Regions from separate parts of the Gossypium hirsutum genome. Here region 1 is linked to region 2. A link is a contact called in public Hi-C data. All regions are on one chromosome and are shown on one strand. Each heading gives the region's core, a stretch centred on a gene start, on an enhancer-like site or on the middle of the called end of the contact. The rest is flanking DNA. Distances are from core to core; before and after follow the strand shown. Region 1 holds the start of LOC107927596. Region 2 holds the start of LOC107927609 (protein TIC 22-like, chloroplastic).

The links. Hi-C and Micro-C count contacts between places; a contact is called where the count stands out from the background.
Region 1: a Hi-C map of leaf shows a contact between it and region 2, with 2.7 times the contacts expected there. The contact joins the promoter of LOC107927596 here to the promoter of LOC107927609 in region 2. A contact is called at or near these places in 9 of 34 Hi-C or Micro-C datasets (hypocotyl, leaf and petal).

What each region holds. Positions count from the first base shown.
Region 1 is chrA10:73,552,834-73,555,533 of Gossypium_hirsutum_v2.1, forward strand. It overlaps LOC107927596, which reads right to left and starts at 1,427. Exons shown (of 4, transcript XM_041079329.1): 1 at 1,031-1,427; 2 at 803-940. The coding sequence starts at 1,071.
Region 2 is chrA10:73,359,305-73,362,200 of Gossypium_hirsutum_v2.1, forward strand. It overlaps LOC107927609 (protein TIC 22-like, chloroplastic), which reads right to left and starts at 1,441. Exons shown (of 8, transcript XM_041079327.1): 1 at 759-1,441; 2 at 232-306. The coding sequence starts at 1,256.

The DNA.
Region 1 (2,700 bases), core at 177-2,676, 190 kb after region 2:
TTATATATAGCCTTGTGAATAAAGATCAGGCGCAACGTATTATTTCCATCCCGATTTTTGAGACTTCCAACGGAAGATTTGCTAGTGTGGAAGTATGAGGGGTCTGGAGAGTATTCGGTGAAAAGTGGTTATAGAATTCTTACTACTAACTACTTACAGAACATCAACTACATCAACTCTACTGCTGATATCTACAAGATTTTTTACAAGTCTTTGCGGTCTGTTAACATCCCGGAGAAAATAAAAATACATATCTGGAGATTGCTTAACAATTATTTGCCTCACTACAGTAATTTATTGTTAAGAAAGTTAAGGAATGATTATGTCTGTCCTCTTTGCAAGGAAGCGTCAAAAGACACGGATCATCTGTTGTGGTCTTGTAGTCTTCTTCAGGGTGTATGAGCTTCCCTTCAAATTAAAACTGCTCATGTTGATAACACCTCCAATTACAAGATTCACTTTGTCAAAACTTTTATTGCAGCAGATGATCAAAGCAAACAAATTATTTCAATTTCTATTTGGACCATGTGGTATAGGAGAAATCAATTGATTCATGAAGATGCCAAATTTTCTCTGCAGGAAGTGCTTAGGTTTATTCATGGTTATGTTCAGGAAGTAAATCTTTGCAAAGAGAAACTCGGTGGTTCTGATGGTTTTCTAAGAAAAGGGTATTGGAGGCCTCCAGTTTTGGGTTTCATCAAGATTAAATTTTGACGCTACCTTTCAAAGAGATTCTAGAACTTCTATAATAGCAGTTTTAGCGAGAGATTCTAGAGGTGAAATTAGAGGAGCCGAAACTTATCTGATAGAGGATGTTGCTGATGCGTTCGATGCATTCATTGCTGAAGCACGGGCATGTGAAAAGTCGTTACTGTTCACGCGAATGATGGGTTTCTGGTGCCTGGTCGTAGAAGGGGATTCTTTGACAGTTATCAAAAAGCTGCAAGCAAGGGTGGAAGATAAATCGATCCTCAGACCTATTATCCATCACATTCGAGATTTAGAACATTATTTCAGAAAGGTAGTTTACCTTTTTATTCTTCGTTCTATAAATGATGCAGCCCATACCATGGCAGCGGAAGGGCAAAGAAGCCAAAGATCTGGGTTTGGGGTTGATGGAGTTCCGGCTTCAGTAATGCGGTTTGTGGAAAGGGATTGGAGGAGCTGGATGCAGACGAATCAAAGACTGTCATAGTTTGCTTTGTACTGGAGAAGGTTCTCTGAATCTCCATGACTGGTTTCAAAGCACTTGGGTTTTCCTCTCACATCTGAATCGTCTTTTACAATGAGAAGGAAGCTGTTTTTAGCTGGTATTTGTGGGTGCTCTCTTTTTTGTTTGAAGGCCAGAGTGGGTTTTGTTTTTTTGCTTTTGTGGTTTTTTAGAACGTTTCTATGTGCGCATTTATGGCTTTGGACTTTTGGTCTGTTTCTTTTTTGTTTTTCTTGCCGTTTGCTTTTATTATTTTACTTGCTCCAGTGGTATTTGTCTTTTCTGCTTTATTTTGATGTAACCACCTGGCACTTCGAACCGTGTGTTAATAATATCAGTCTTTTCATTGAAAAAAAAGGTAAAAAAATATTTTTATACATTTATATTGTATTAATTTATATTTACAAAATACATTGTTTAAATTATATATTACAATTCTAATATGAATCATAATTACACGAAAATTATCAAAAATCAATTTTATTATACAATTAATCATACATAAAAATGACATTGTTTCAATAAAGAATAAAAAATTATAACGTATCATACTTACATTGAAATCATTCCAATTTATAATATACACAATATTAAATTACATTTTGTTTCAAATTTACACTAAAATCATTCCAATTCCAATTCCAATATGAATTATAATTACAATTTCAGCATACGAAATTTTTTCCTTACTATGCGCATGTTAAAAGTCACATTAGAAATATGCAAAACAATTTCCAAAGCGACTTCTAATATGCACACGACAACAAATAAATTTTAACTAATTAAATTTAATGATGCTAACAAAAGCGAAAATTTAAAATATAAGAGTGTAGCAGGCCAATTCTGCCTGCCCAATAAATAAATAAAACCCAAACAGTCCACATAATAAAGGTCCAAAATTACAAAAACAACAAGTCCAATTACAAGCTCAAAATAAACTTAACCCCAGATCCCAAATAGCCCAAAACTAAACTAGTTTTTCAGCAAAAAAAGAAAAACCTGGCCCTAGCCGCCGCTTCCCTCTTCAGCCGCCACTACCCACACCTCCACCACCCACGTTTTCCACCATGCGCCCACGCATCACGCCATCCACGTTCACCATACCTGCAACGAGTAGAGGAAATAAACAATTGTAAATATGGCTATAAAAAGCCACAAATATTCATTTTTTTTACAAAAAAGCAATAAAAAAAACATACGAATAGCAAACGTCAAAGGAAGATCGGAGAGAAAAAATAGCATTAAAAAGCACTAAGGTTTTTTTGTTTCCTTTATTTTTCTTTTTTTTCCGAATTTATTTATATATATAAAGGATAATAGAAAAAGAGGGAAGACTCACCCATTTTGAATCTCCTGGAAAAAGGGGCATTTTTGGGCTTCGACCACTGTGTACAACGGTCGCCAGCGACGGAGCCCACGACGGTGGTCCGGCGCCAGTGCCATGGCCGGATATTTTGAGGGGAGGAGAGAGTTCAGAGGTTTTTGAAGTT
Region 2 (2,896 bases), core at 191-2,690:
CTTTTGAATATACTGTTTGGCTCAAGTCCTCATGTCAGACATTTTCCTTTGTCAGGATTATTAAAACATATCATATCTTTTGCATGAAAGAAAGAACAATAAAAAGTTATAGGATTCCTACATCAATCTTGAAACTTATAAGAACCCAAAATAGAGAGCATAAAATTCATTCTATCCACATAACACAAAGACTCACAGACAAATTAGCTCATTTTATAACAAACTACTCACTCTAAGTGCATTCTTGATCTGAGTGGACTCTGGTACCAGCCTAAGTGCCACACCAGCAACCTGCAGCTGGACAACCTGCAAAACCCCCATATCCAAGCATGACTCCTCCAACATTTATCTCATTCATATAAACCAAACAAACAATTAATTACACAATGAAAAAAAAAAACCAAATTAGTTAAGATTTAAAGGCACGGTAAGTTAACAATCTAATAACAGGCTCGATTTCGTCTTTTGCTTTTGCGGCTTACTATTTCCTTGCTCAAAATGTTGCTAAAAAGAAATATTAGAAAGTAAAAAGCTCAATCCTATGTCACTACAAGAACAAACAGCTGAAGCTAAAACATTTTCAAATCTGTTATTTTATCTTTTATATCTAAGAAAATGGCAAACACAAGTGGGAAACAGACATTAGCCTCTTAATGGACTCCATAGTCCATAAAACTTTGTACATTTTCTACACAAATTCAATCTATCAAACGCATTTTGAAAAATCCAAATAGAAAGAAAGAAGGAAAGAAAATAACCTTGTTAAGAGCAACAGCAACCACTTTAGAACCTCCTTTTCGCATGCCAGGATCCATATTCTTCATCTGTTCCAAAAGAGCCTCAGCGTCCTCCTTCTTGAAACACAACAACCCAAGTGATTTTTTCGTCGAAACACCCGAAACCAACACGAATTCCTCCTCTGAGTTACTCAAGGCATAGACCGGAACCCCAGCCAATCTCTCTTCTAATTTCTCTGCCGGCATGGCATCACCGTTTTTTTTACTCAAAGCAATCTGGGTCTTGCTAGAATCAGCAATTCGAGCAAAAACCGGCCCTTTTGGAGAAAAAGAAGGCGGATTAAAGTGAGAAAAGGTGGAGTTAAAAGCGTCCATTAACTGATTTTGAGTTTGTCGGAAGAGAGAAGAGCAGTGGGTCTGGATGTTCGAGAAGGCTTGCTGGAGGTCTTGGAGAGGAGGGGTTTGTTTGAATGGCGAGAAATTTTTGGGGGTTTTGGAGTTGCTAGGGGGGTTCATCATTCTTTCCTTTTTGGTTCACGGGAAAATTTAGGATAATATCGGAGAAAACAGTGAGCTTTTGTAGTTGGAATCAGTTTCGGGGATGAGTAGGGAGCGACCGAAAGGAGGGAAATAGAAAAAACATTCATTTGCCGGCGACAAGCGAGAATTTAGAAATATGGGCCGGACGGGTGGGTTGGACCTTTAGAACAAAATTTTTAACCCTCGATCCAAATTAATATCTATTAATAATAAACTCTTCAACACCTCATATCATCATCTTGCTTGAATCACTATTTAACTCGTGATTAATCGGGTGGGATAAGTTAGTCGTTAATTCAGTTAAATTACGAATCGCACGATTGATTTTTCATGTTTGGGCCCAAAATTTTGACCCAAAGCAAGGAAAAAAGTCGAACTTAAACCAAGCCCAAATACAAAAAAGTTTTGAGTGCGTTAACAATTGGTATCAAAATTTATGGAAACATAAAATGAGCACTAAGTCTGTGAAGTAGAGCATCGAGGACCCAACCAACTTATGGGCCAAGCCTGCTTATTCTCTAATTATTTTGAAATAGAAATTAGAGATAGCTGTTATCAAGGAAAGTTGGTTATATTTGCTACCCACAAACTCAATTGTATTGATTAATTACTCAATCTATCTAATACTATGAATTACTTTTTCTTCAATTATAACAATATCATCCTTTTCAATAATGGTGATAAAGTATATTGCCATTTTTTGAAGCATGGTCATTCGAAAAATAAAGTAAAAAATTTACTTTTGGGACAATATTACTATTTTTTCATAATTATAAAATCAAAATCAAATTTTAAATTATTTTTAAATACTATTGAATTATTTGAATACAAACCAAATGTTTAAAACTTATTTTAATTTTAATCATATATTATTTTGAGATAAATGCATTATTATTTTTAAATAAACTAATGATATTTTAAAATAAATAAATTAAATTACATGTTTGTCAATAATAAAATAACTTTTTAATTATAAATGTTATTAAAAATATTAAAATTAATAAGTTTTTTATTTCATTTCATTCCATAATTTTAAAAAATATCATCACATTCTAAGTAAAATATTTAGTTTAACTAAACATATTGTTTTAGTCACTTTAAGTTGATAATGGACTATAAGGATTTTTCACACCCCAAGGATGATGGAAGGCTTGCAAGACATAGGGTAACTATAAGGGTGTCCAAATTTATACTTCAAGACGCTCTTCGATGCTTAATTCATAGCAGAGGCGTAGCCAAAGGGGTAGGAAGGGGCCTTTCCCCCCTCCCTCTTAACTCAAAAGAAAATTACCTTTATAATCCCTCCCAAAATTAAAAAAAAAACAATTTAGTTCTTCTTAACATTTGATTTAATGGAAAAACCATAATTTTAGCCTTTTTTGAAAACTTCAATACAAAAATTTTATATTTATCTCCCTCCCCAAATTTTATAATATTACCTCAATCTCCTTAAACAAAATTTCTAACTTCACTCTTGATTCAGAATAAGGAACAACAATAAGTTTAAGAAAATATTTAATAAGAGTATGAGTAAGAAGTGAACTCAAACCTTAAACTAGTATACACGATACTTTTTACACTGAAGGAATCATGGGAGCTTGGCTAGTGTGATAATGTAT